Linked DNA regions of Mus musculus: all the other regions are linked to region 1. A link is a contact called in public promoter capture Hi-C data. All regions are on one chromosome and are shown on one strand. The core of a region is the stretch at or near the end of the contact, and the rest is flanking DNA. Distances in the headings are between cores, read along the strand shown. Region 1 holds the start of Ovol1 (ovo like zinc finger 1). Region 2 overlaps Gm550 (predicted gene 550). Region 3 holds the start of Batf2 (basic leucine zipper transcription factor, ATF-like 2).

Region 1 (4,010 bases), core at 753-3,252:
TTTCAACTCAGCGATGAGGGGGTTCTTACAAGAGCTTATTTTCCGCCCTGGGCAGTCCTGAGAGAGGGAAGCACCTCCTTAGGACAGCAGTCGTAGGTGGCACTGACTATCCACCTAATGGGACAGGCCATGGGACCAGGTCTCTGGTCTTCATGTCCCTCGGATCTGTTCAGGGGGGCAGGGGGAATTTCTAGAACCCAAGGAAGTCTTAATAATTTGAACTAGCTGAAAGTCAGTGGACGGTCTGTTACTGACTGGGATGGGAAGTAAAACTAAAAACAACAGCACTCTGAGCCTGGCTTAACACAAGCTCACCTTTAGCACAGTCCAAGTTCAGGTTATCAGATCCCAAGGAGCACCTAAGCAGCACGCCAAACACGGGATGGGGAGGAGGCCGGAGCGAGGAACCAACGGGCTGTGTCCCTCAGCAGCCCTTCTGGAGGTGGCGCACCGGCCAGAACATACAGCCAGGCAGAAATCACAAAATCCCAAGCCCACACCTCAGGGCTTTTACCTCCTGCTCCTCCACATTGGAGATTCTAGGGCCTTCTGGCCCATTCCCTCCTTTAAGCAGCCTTCAGAGTAGCCATACAGCTCCTTAGTAAGGTTCACTTATAAAACATCCTACCAGCCATCGGATCCTGGACGGTCTGACACAAAACACCATTACGCCCAAGACAGCTTTCCAAGAGGGAAATTGAGGCAAGAACCCGCACAGGGCCCCTCACTCACCACCCTCATTTCCCCTGCTTTCTTAAAAGCCTGGGTGGAGCCAGGGAACCTGCAGATCAAGGGTCAAAGTCGGTTGGTTAATTACCGCCTCCCCCTCCCCCCTTGGAGGCGCAGGGCAGTAGGCTCCTGCCCCACCCCCCAAGATAGGGGAGGGGAGTTTTGTATTGGGAGAGAGGGGGCAGAAGTTTTCTAGGGTCTCAGAGGAAGATGCAGCTGGAAGAAGAGACAATTCTAGCAACTCAATTCTAAGTTGACGTGCAGGCTGTCAAGGCGTCCTCCCTAAATAAACTAGGTACACTGGCTTCCTGGAGTACCTTACGGCTCTAAGAACCATCTTTTGCTTAGTGTCCTCCACGAGCTGAACCGAGGTGGGACTGTCTCAAAGGCAAGCAAGGTACATTGGGTTTATTTCCCAGCAGCTCCTGGACCGTCAGGCAGGAGTCCAGGGAAATTCGGTGGTCCTGAATCTGGACCCTCATTTCAATACCACCAAAGTTATGGGGCCAAGTTTTCTCTTACAATGTAGCCCAAGTTTCAGCGGAAACTCCAGCTCTGCTCCTTTCCATTCCCTGGCCCTCCCCTCCAAAGTGGCATCGCTCCAGTGCTCCTCTCCTGCCTCATGAAAGCCCGGGTTTTCTGGATTTACGACACGAGAGCCGGAGGTCGCCTGAGCGGTGACACACCCCACTGCGTCCCCTGTAGCGCGGCGCGGGCAGGAGATCCCGGGCCTGAGAGCGGCAAAGCCTCGGTTTGGAGTCCCCTTCCCCCACCCACGCTCCTTCAGCGCCGGGGGTCGAATCGCGACGAGAATCTGCGTCCCCACGCTCGACTGACCGGCGCCGACCGCTGGTCCGTGCGCCCCGCCCTCCCGGCGCCGGGAGCCCGAGGCGCCTCACCTGGCACGTAGATCTCGCCGCGCTCTTCGTCCGGGAGCTCGCTCCAGTTCCTCTTGCACGTGGAGACGCATGGCTTCTTCACCAGGAACGCGCGAGGCATCTTCAGTTCCTCCTGGCCCGGCGCGGTTCGCTCTGGTAAGTCGAGTTCGTGTGGTCGTCCCACCTTTTCTTCCACCGGATCGGGGTTGAGGCGCGGGAATAGGGACAGTTCAAGGAAAGAGTCGCCGAGGCGTGTCCACGTTCTTAGGACAGAGTGTACCAGGGACCACGCGTGGCGTTTCCAACTACGCCGAAGGTCGCCGGTGTCCACAGAGAGGGTGCAGCCAGGTGCACCGGGATCGCAGAAGCGCTAAGCCAGCGTCCTTTAGCTCGACTGGCGTCCCCGCGGCTGCTCGCGAAGTCTTCAAGTGCGAGCTGGACGGACGGGTTCACGCTTTATTGGCTCGCGGCGGTGTGTGTTGGTGGCTCGGGCGGGGGTGGGGTAGGGGTGTTGATCTGATCTAATTAGCTTGGAGTGGCCGAGAGAGCGATGGCGCATGCGTTGGGAAATAACGGTGACAACCCACCTATTTGTTACCTGTCGAACCGGTTTCCATTCCGCTGCGGGTGAGGTGGCCTCGCGGCCCGGGCGGGGTGGCACGACGGGGGCAGGGTTAGGGGGCGTGCTCCGGTCCCCACACCCAGAAGCACCCGGCCCGCCCCGGACCTCCCCTGCCCAGCGTGCTCACGTTTGCAAACTAGAGTTTCGGAGGGAGCGGGCACGGAAAGGGAGGGGAGGGCAACGTTATTTGCACCGGCGCTCGCACGCTCTGTGGGCGATGACATAAAACTGGCCCAACAGGTCCGGGCCCAGCCTGGCGCGCCCGGGGCGCCGGGAGAGGCACAAAGCCGCGGAGCGGGAACCGGCGGTCCGGGCCCGAACCCAGCGGCCAGGGATCCCCAAGGCCAGGGTGAGCAATTCTTGGTTCAGCGGAGAGGTATTTGCTGGGCACCGGGTTCCTGCGGAAAGGCACGCGAGACGAGAGGTGCGCGTGGACCGGGAGGCTCGGATGCGCCTGTGAATCCAAAGCTGGAGCCTGCCTTCTGGTTTCGAGGGCGATTAAACTGCCCTGAGTCCAACCTAACCCAGGCCAGCACCTTGGCATATGGGCGGGTGTATTCGCCCAAACTCTCCTGGTCATAAACAGCCGGATTTCAGATTCTGAAAACCTGGAAGAGGCTCTGGGATAATGACTCCAGCTGAGTGAGATCTGACACAGTCCTCTTGCCTGTTGCAACCAGTGTCCTCCCTGGGTGGGAGATCAGCAAGCAGCTCCCCCTCCACCCTGCTGTACTCTTCAGCAGGCCTAGTTGGAGCTATGCCCCACCCCCATTGAACTGAGAGTGTTCCGTGGCCTTCGTGTGAGCCACACTATGACACTTTGGCCGTGCTGGGTTGCTTTTACTGGCTGACCTATTAAAGGCAGGGATGGAACCTGCAGTTAAAGGCTGCTAACATTTTTAGACTCCAGACTTCAGTACACCTGTCTCACATAGTGTTAAATGTTTGCCGGAACAGACTGTGAGGAAATTAGTCTGATAAATTAATTCACACAGTTCAAAAGTCAGGAGTCACAGGTGGATACGGTTCATGCTTGTGATCCCAGCTTGTGGGAAGCTGAGGTAGGGAAACTGAGTTAGAAACCAATCTATGTTTCATAGTGAAATCCTGTCTCAAGCAAAACAAAAGAACTAAAAGAAAGGCTGTCCATGTGAGTCACAAGGTACTTGCCAGTAAGTGGGGAGACCTGTGTCCAGCTCCCAGGACCCACAGAGTGGAGGGAGAAAGCTGATCCCTCAGGTGCTCTCTGACCCATGGCACAGTATGGAACTGGTGCGTGCTGGCACACACACACACACACACACACACACGCACAGTAGTTGAGAGGGAAGTCCTTAATATGGTCTCTGAGGCAGTCACTTGCAGAGGACATTTCAAACGTGGGAGGACTTGTAGAGACCCCATATATTTCCCCATATTTTTGTGAACTCCCTGGGGTGGATGAGGAGAAAGTACAGCTTGGGGCAGCCCTGCAGAGACACTAGCCCCCTCCTCACTGAGCAGGAAGTAGACTGAGTTTGATCAAGGGCCTTAAGTCTGTTCCTGGAGGATCCTATCACCCCCCCACCCACCTCCCGGGTTTCCTGGGAAGGTGACAGGACTCTTCTGAGCCATTAAGATTTGCCACTTCCCCTTGCTGTCCCCAGAGAGCCGTCTGTCATAGCCCACACTTCTGTACCCCCTTTCACTCTGATTTGGACCTTGCTCGGTAACTAACATTAGTTGAGCACCTACTGTATGCTTATCTTTAGCAATAAATCCGGGGACATCAGCACTGATTG
Region 2 (4,264 bases), core at 735-3,234, 540 kb after region 1:
AGAAGAGTGGGCTGTGGGTGAGCTGTAACCCCAGCATTTGGATGGAAACAGGGAGATCAGGTGTTCAACATCATCCTCTCTGGGAATTCTAGGCCAGCCTGGGCTACATGAGATCTTGTTATAAATAAGTGAATAAGGTAGAGCGTGTAGATCAGGTGGTTAAGCGTTTGCCTTTGAGGAAGCTATGCTTCAAATCTCAGTATCGTAAATCTAGGTAAGACAGTGTGGGCCCAGAGTCAGCAGTGAGAGATGGAGAGAGAAAATCAAGAGTTCAGTGTCTAAAAAAAAAGTTTAAAAAATGCCGGGCAGTGGTGGTGCATGCCTTTAATCCCAGAACTTGGGAGGCAGGGGCAGGCAGATTTCTGAGTTCGAGACCAGCCTGGTCTACAGAGTGAGTTCCAGGACAGCCAGGGCTATACAGAGAAACCCTGTCTTGGAAAACCAAAACCAAAAAAAAAAAAAAAAAAAAAAAAAAAAGAGTCAGTGTCAGGGGCTGGAGAAGTGGCTCATTGGCTGCTCTTCCAGAGGCCTTGAGCATCCACATGGTGGCTCACAACCACCTGTAATGGTTAAAAAGAAGAGTTCAAGGTCATCCTGGTCTACGAAGCTTGAGGGCAACATGGGATTCTGTTTCAAAATTATTTGATTAATTATTTAAAATGTAATAAAAGGGCTGGAGAGATGGCTCAGTGGTTAAGAGCACTGGTTGGTCTCCCAAAGGCCCTGAGTTCATTTCCAGCAACCACATGGTAGCTCTTAACCATCTGTAATGGGATATGATGCCCTCTTCTGTCATGCAGACATACGTGCAAATAGAGCACTAATACACACGAATATACATGCATACCTACTTTAAAAATGTAATAAGAATAAAGAGAAGGAGCTGGAGCTATGGCTCAGCCAATTAGAGCACTGGCTGCTCTTACAGAGGATCTAGGTTGAAACCCCAGCATCCACATAGAGATTCACAACTATCTACAACTTTAATTCCGGGGAATCTGACTCCCTCTTCTGACTTCTGAGGGCACCAGGCACAGGAACAGACAAAACACTCATAATATAAACTAAGTAAATCTTTGTTTGCTTTTCAAGACAGGGTTTCTCTGTGTAGTCCTGCCTGTCCTGGAACTCACTCTGTAGACCAGGCTGGCCTGGAATTTACAGCTATCCACTTGCCTCTGCTGGGATTGAAGGTGTGCACCACCACTACTCAGCGGAAATAAGTAAGTCTTAGAGAAAATGCTGGTCCTGGGAGTCCACACTACATCCCAGCACCAGGAGGCTGAGGCTGGCAGGTCTGTGTGTCTGAGGCCAGGCTTGTCTACATAGTGAGTTCCAGGACAGCCAGGACTACATGGTGAGACATTGTCTCAGAAATAACAAAAAAGGAAAAAGAACAGGACTGGTTTTTCTGGGTTGTTAATGCAGGCTATAAAGGAGGACCAGTTTCCTCTGCAACGGTGATGGTGGGGGGGGGGGGCGGGGTGGATGCCTACGGAGGCACCAGCGACAGAGCTGTTGCAGGAAGTGTGTGTATTTTAGGGGTGACTGGGAAAAGGGCCTGGGGCTCAGGGGGCTCTCCTTTATCCTAGGCTTGAGGAATCACTGTACGCTAACCAAAGGGAAAACCTGGCCCTTGAAGAAAAGCTAGAGAACTTGGTGAGACCCTCAGCCCAAGAGCTATTCTTTGCCTTGGCTCCCCCCCCCCCCAGCCTTGCCCCTTTGCTCCTGAGGCTGAACTTAGTCCTGCTGGTTGGCCACCCACTTTAGTTCTTGTAACTCTTTGTCCTAGCCTACCGTGGTGTATGAGGACCTGGAGAGCATTATGATCATCCCAGAGGAATCCAGGCTCACTCAGGAAACAGATGAAGACTCGCAAGTCAAAGCAGAGGGACATTCAAAAGAAAGCAAGGGTCAGCCAGCAAGCAGAGGTCACTCAGGAGAAACCAGGGGCTACCCAGGAGGAAGCAGGGGCTACCCAGGAGGAAGCAGGGGCTACCCAGGAGGAAGTCCAACCTCTTGAGCAACCGAAGAGGGCTTCTGGCCTGCACTACTCCTTTGACACTCCCATACCTTTGCATGAAGCCACCTCATCCCCAGAAAATTCCACAGGAATGCTCCACCAGTCAGCCCCTCTTTAAGCCCCAGCAATAAAGATCACCACTGAATTGCAGAGCCAAGCATCCACGGGCCTTGGGTGAGGTGGACATCCAGTGGATCTGAGAACTAGGTCTCTGGACCTTCCTAACTCATAGTTCTGCCTTCAGACTCAATCAAGAATCTCTGATAAGTTCTGGGACGGGACAGGAAGGGGCTGTCCTCTCACCCTTGAGGGTGAAGGCTGTAATTTCAGAGTACAGACTAAGGTTGCGAAGAACCTCTTTTGTAGGTCGTGGGGTGTGAAGCAGGAAGGTGGTAGGAATTCCCAAGGGTTTAGAGAATGCATTTAGATTTGGGCTGTGACTGCTTTCAGTGTGTGCCCAGCCTGGGAGCCTCACTAGGCTCCACAATTCCTAAAGTGAGAGACAAAGTGTCTGTCTGAAGACCTACCTTCTTTCTTTCTTTTTGTTTGTTTGTTTGTTTGTTTGTTTGTTTGTTTTTCGAGACAGGGTTTCTCTGTGTAGCCCTGGCTGTCCTGGAACTCACTTTGTAGACCAGGCTGGCCTCGAACTCAGAAATCCACCTGCCTCTGCCTCCCAAGTACTGGGACTAAAGGTGTGCATCACAACGCCCGGCTCGGAAGTCCTACCTTCTAAAGCCTGGGGAGATGACTCAAGTAATGAAGCGCTTGTCACTCAAACTGAAGTACCTGAGCTGGAATCTCCAAAATCCACATAACAGTGGGATGCATAGCATGAGGAGGGGTCGTTATCCCAGCACTCCCGAGGAGAGATGAGAGGTAGAGACAAGAATCCTAGAATCCCTTAGGTCAGCTAGCCTGCCGGGCCCATGCAGTGTGGAAATAGCAAAGATACCTGGAGTGAGAATTTTTGGATTTGGTTTCTTTAAAAAACATAGAAATATTGTAAGAGTATGTTTTCATTTTAACCCAAGGTGTCGATATGGGGCTGCTTCAGTCCACAGCAGCTGCGATTTGCCTCATGCTCTAGCAGGGGCATGAATTTGCCAGCTGCAGACTAGTTTCTGCAATTGTGTGATGGCATTTGGATTTCTGGGAACTTTTCTGAGGATATACAAGTCTTAGGGCTGCTGAGAGGTAGTGTGGTTGGTTGGTTGGTTGTTGTTGATTGTGATTTGTTAATTGTGAGTATAGAAAAAAACAAACAGAAGAAATTAGATGTCCGGACAGTGAATATCATACTTGTCCCAGGGAACTTGACTTCCTGAATCTGCAGGAAGTGGCCCAACTCCTGACTTTATTCACGGATGTCTCTGCACTTCTATCTTTTTCTCTAGTGTTAGGGGCTTGAAAGGTTATAAGAAAAGAGATGAAGAAGGGTGGAAGAAAGAAGAACCCACAAAGTAGCCAAGACAGCGCCAGATACCTGTCTAAACTGACAGCGTGACCTCCATGGTATGGTTAAGAGAAAGCTTTGATTGTAGAGATGAGAGCGAGGACAGCCAGAGGCATTTGAAAGAGTCCCGAGCAGAGAGCGAAAAAAGTAAACTGGACATGGCCAGGGCTATCTATGAGGGAGGGGAACTCAAGGAGATAGAGTAGCATAGTGAGAGGAGGGGGAGGGAAGGGCGGAGGGAGGGAGAAGATAATGAGCATATCAAAAATAGCAGGGGGCTGGAGAGATGATTTAGTGGTTAAGAGCACTGGCTGATCTTTTAGAGGATCTGAGTTCAATTCCCAGCAACCACATGGTGGCTCACAACCACCTGAAATGGGATCCAGTGCCCTCTTCTGGTGTGTCTGAAGACAGCAACAGTGTACTGGTATACATAAATAAATCTAAAGAAAGAAAAAAAAAGAAAAGAATAGCAGGGTTATAAGGAGAGAGAGAAGCTGGGGAGGAAGCCTGTGCTAAAAGTCAATTGCATCCTAATCCATTTTAGAGAATAATCTCTTAGTGTTACGGAGCCTGCACTGGATTCCTCTATAATCCTCAGAGAAAGCCTCCTGAGGACAGGAAACCCTAGAATGAGGGAGCGTGGGAGTCGGGCCACCTCTGCCTGCTCTTGGACCTGCACCACCAACCGGAAGGAGTTCCCTGCTTGTGGCTCCTCCTCCAGCCACCCACAGTGTAGTGAATCAAACCCAAGGCCTGCTGGGCTAGGCACATACACACTAACACAG
Region 3 (4,277 bases), core at 1,423-3,922, 600 kb after region 1:
CTGTAGTTGTACCAACTTCAGGAGGCCAGCCTGGGCTACATAGTAAGACCCTCCCTCAAAAAGAAAAGGAGGAAGAGGAAGAAGAGGAGGAGGAGGAGGACAGTGACAATGACAAACAGTAGTAGCAGCAGCAGCAGCTGCCACCACCAAACATGGTAACTCACTAGGCAGAGGCATTACGTTAAGGCCAGCCTGATGCACATAGAGTCCTAAGCCAGCCAGGGCTACCTAGTGAGACCCTGACCTAGATAACAAGAACACAAAGCTCTGCCAAACGATAGAACTTGGTGCTACACACCTGGAATCTCAGTGCTCTGGAGGCTAAGTCCAAAGCATCTCTGAAAGTTTAAGGCTAGCCTGGGCTACACAATGAGACCCTGGCAACCCTTAACAAGAGCTCAACCTGCTGTTGTCTTGCTTTGGGGCTTTTCTGCCTCTAGAGCTATGGGGAATAAGCACTGTGTAAGCCATCCAGGCTATTGTGTTGGTGTGAGGTGATGAGGTCCCTGGCTGAGCGAGGGGTCAGGGCGTGTAGTCTCACTGGTCTGGAAGTCCATCCACCTCTCAGGGAAGCTTGCAGGGCCATTTAAGGTTAAACATTACCCTGTACCCATCCCCGCCCGCCACTCCCTCTCCCTTCTGAAGATCAAGCCATAAACACCCCCCTTTCCTCTTCCTCTGGAGATGTGGTCTCCCAGGAGGAGGCGCCCCTGTAGACTGTCCAGTTCTCCTGGAAGCCCCTGGTCTAGGAAGTCAAGGAGTCTAGTTAGAACTGCAGGCTGAAGCAGGGACACTGGGCCCTAGTCTTCTCAATAGGTGTTTTTTGGGGTGACGTCATACCCAAGCTTCCTCCAGATTGTTCCCCTGTGGAGTTCACAGACAGGCTTAATGAGCCCCTCAGGTGCTGCATCCAGCCAGCGCCCTACCCTACCCGATGTCTGGGAGACAAAAATAATTCCAAGAAATGGGTAGCCTAGGTCAACCCATTTCAGCCCCTGCCCCCAGGGCTCTCAGAAGCAAGGTGATAGGGTCCTGCTGGCACGTCCAATCTCATCGACCCAACAGTTTCAATTATGAATATGTCAGCGATCCTAGAATCCAGATCCACTGCAAGTCTCAAAGAGAAGATGCACCAGGCTGGGCAGTGCTTTCTAATAGGGAAGGGCTCTCTTCATCCTGTTCCTCCCCTTCAAACAGCTCTGTGGACTAGGAATGACTTTATCATCCACAGCAAAGGGATCACACACAGAAGGTATGGATGATAAATTTGGTGGGCAGAGCACCAGGGCTCATCTCTTAAGGCTCAAGCTGGCTTCAGGACCAGTTCTAGAGATGGCAAAAGATTCCTGTGTTGCATAACTCTGGTCATTACAGACATCACGACATGGCAGACACTACTAATCAATTGCAGTCTTTTTATTTTTATTTACTTTACTTATTTATTAAGAGACACCGTCTCTTCTAACCCAGGCTAGACCCCAATTCTGTGTAGCCATAAACTGCCTTGTCCTTCTGGTCCTCTTGCCTCCATTTCCCAAGGATTATAGGCATCTGCCACTGTGCCCAGATTTAGCACTTTTTGTTTTTTAAATATAAACTTGGACATAAAGATTCCTTTAAAAGTTTTATTTTGTGGGCTTGAGAGATGACTCAGCGATTAAGAGCACTGGCTATTCTTCCAGAAGATCCAGGTTCAGTTTCTAGCGCCTACATTTTTGCTTATAAATATCTGAAACTCTAGTTCCAGGGGCTCCAGTGCCCTCTTTTGGCCTCTGAGGACACGGGGCATATATGTAGGGCAGAGACATACATGCAAGCAAAACACTGGTATGCATAAATTAAATTTAAAAAGTTTAAATTCTTCATCATCAGTGGGACAGGGTCTCATCATTTAGCCCTGGTTGTCCTGTAACTTACTCTGTAGACCAGGCTGGCCTTTAACTCAGATACCTGCTGGGCTCTGCCTCTGAGTCCTGAGATTTGGAGGTTCGTGCAGTCACGAGCACTATCACGCCAGCTCTGATTGTTGATTTTTTGCATGAGTCCAACATCGGTCTCAGAGAGTTTGGAGTGGTCGTGTTGTCACAGTTCTTTTGTTATGCCTGGGAACTTTTATATTTTGAGAATTTTTAGTTCTTACTATGTAGCCCAGGTTGGCTTCAAACTCATGAATGATTCTCCTGCCTCTGCTTCTCCAGTGCAAGTACCACACCAGGCACACCCAGCCGCAGGCCTGGAAATTTGCTCCACCCTACCCATACCCTTCATAGATAAGGAAACCAAAGTTCAGAGAAGGTGAATCACCTTCTCAAAGCTGCACAGCTCCAGTGTGGACTGTGAACCTGGACTTTCTCAGAGACTATGGGGGCTCCTTCACGCACCCCACCCCAACCCCGCTTTTCCTCTAGGTTCTGTCCCTGGCATCCTGCCAGCCCTCTCCAGGATACGGTCTTGTTAACTGCTCCCATCTACCCTCCACCATCCTTCTTCTAGAGAAGGGGCCTAACCGGAAGGCTGCTCTTGTTAGGAAGTTCCACCCACGTGAGTGAGCGTGAGCGAGCAAGAGCCAGGGATTCTGGGCAGCCCATGGTTTTAGGAGAAACTGAAACTGGGTGTGCTAGGGGCGGAGTGGCCACTGGGGATTTAAAGAGCCACCACTTCCTTGGGCCTCCATAGGTCACTGGGAGGGGACAGCTGCTGAGGGGACATCCAGGACCAGACTGAACCTCTTTTCCCCTTGCCTAAGCCATGCAACTCTGTGGGAGTAGCGAGCTGCTGACTGAGACAGTGAGTACAGGGGACTAGGAAAGAAACGCTATGGAGAGAGACAAGGAAGGCTGCAGTAAGGTCACCATGATCTGTGTGACCTGGGAACTGGGCTGCACACTCCCATCTCACGGTTTAGTTCCTCCTGGGCACTGGAATGACTTCCTGGCGCTCACACTGCAGACCAGTCTCCAGCTTTGAACTTGGACCCTGCATGCGTGCGTACTGCTTCCTCGCAATCCATTTGCTCTCACCTTGCAGCGTTTCCCAGATCCTTCCCTTCTCTCTCTAGTCTCCCAAATCACAGCTGCCTTCTTTCCTCGCTGACTCTGTCTTTCTCCAGCCTCTATTCTGGTCTGAAGTTTGCCCTGAGGAGGATATAGCCACAATCCAAGGGACATGCAGAGTCCTCAGCCAGAGTGGCTGGAGTCTTGCCTGAGGTGGAGTGACAGAGACAGGGTCCCGCTCTAGGCATTTGACTTCAAGTTCCATTTAAGTTTTGTGGTCCCCGGGGTTGGAGGGCTCAGAGCTCTCAGGAGCAGTCCTCTCTGCCCAATGGAATCTCCATCAGTTCTAGGCAGCCGCCCCACTGCCCTGTGAGTGAGCATGGAGTCTTGTAGATCTCTTCTGTGCCAGGTAGGTGACATTCCTGCTTTGAGGAAAGATCTCGTGTATCCCAGGCTGGCTTCAAACTCACTATGTAGCCAAGTCTGGCCTGAACTAATCCTTCCATTACATCTTGCCATTTTGCCTAATTTTATTTGTTTGTTTTGTCTCCTCTTCCTACTCCTCCTTTTTCTTCTTCTTTTTCCCACTTCTGTGCCCTTCTAGTTTTGTGCCTGGTGCATAGTAGATGTTTAATAAATGTTTGTTGAAGGGATGGGGAGATAGCATAGTCAGTGAAGTACTTGTCTCGGAAGCCTAAAGACCTGAGCTTGGTCCCTAGCATCCATAAAGCACCTGGTTAGGTGGCAAGCACCTGTAAGCCCAGCCCTGGGAGAGGGGCGCTTGCTGACCAGGCAGCCCAGTCTTACTGGTGAGTCCCAGACCAGTGAGAGACTATATCTCACAAACAAACAACAAACAAACAAACAAACTAGGTGGGGGCCAGTTAGGAATGCTCACTGCTCTTGGAGAGGACCCGAGATTGGTTCCCAACACCTTCACGGGGCAGCTCACAACCAAATCACCTGTAACTCCAGCTCCAGGGGACTTAACACCTGCTTCTGGTTTCCAAGGGTACAGACACTCACATGCATACACAGGTCACCACATATACACACAACTTAAATTAAAAGAAGGCAGATGGCTTCTGAACATGAATGATACTTAAGGCTGTCCTCCTACAGTGTACACACACACACACACACACACACACACACACACACACACACAGAGGAAATTAAATGTTGTTTCAGTAAGTGAGTGCCAGCCCCTTTAGACTGAGTTGAGGACAGGCACATGGGATCATATCAGACCCTGACCCTGCTGCCTTTGTGGGGTTGTGGGCT

The links. Promoter capture Hi-C pulls out the DNA fragments that hold promoters and counts their contacts.
Region 2: a contact with region 1 is called in a promoter capture Hi-C map of neutrophils, with 5 times the contacts expected there. A contact is called at or near these places in 8 of 39 promoter capture datasets (the C10 cell line, the SN4741 cell line, cranial neural crest and 4 more), 1 of 484 Hi-C or Micro-C datasets (B cells) and 1 of 130 datasets of targeted methods (bone marrow-derived macrophages).
Region 3: a contact with region 1 is called in a promoter capture Hi-C map of liver, with 4 times the contacts expected there. A contact is called at or near these places in 7 of 39 promoter capture datasets (the C10 cell line, the SN4741 cell line, hippocampal neurons and 3 more), 1 of 130 datasets of targeted methods (double positive thymocytes) and 1 of 9 other capture datasets (liver).

Annotation. Positions count from the first base shown.
Region 1 is chr19:5,558,573-5,562,582 of GRCm38.p6, forward strand. Ovol1 (ovo like zinc finger 1) reads right to left here and starts at 2,003. Exons shown (of 4, transcript NM_019935.3): 1 at 1,629-2,003. The coding sequence starts at 1,728. It also overlaps a transcript of Ap5b1 not described here.
Region 2 is chr19:6,096,062-6,100,325 of GRCm38.p6, forward strand. It overlaps Gm550 (predicted gene 550), which reads left to right. Exons shown (of 6, transcript NM_001362427.1): 5 at 1,593-1,659; 6 at 1,793-2,180. The coding sequence ends at 2,023. Among named protein-coding and RNA genes, the nearest start is that of Gm550, 3.8 kb to the left of the region's middle.
Region 3 is chr19:6,161,767-6,166,043 of GRCm38.p6, forward strand. It overlaps Batf2 (basic leucine zipper transcription factor, ATF-like 2), which reads left to right and starts at 2,673. Exons shown (of 3, transcript NM_028967.2): 1 at 2,673-2,787. The coding sequence starts at 2,749.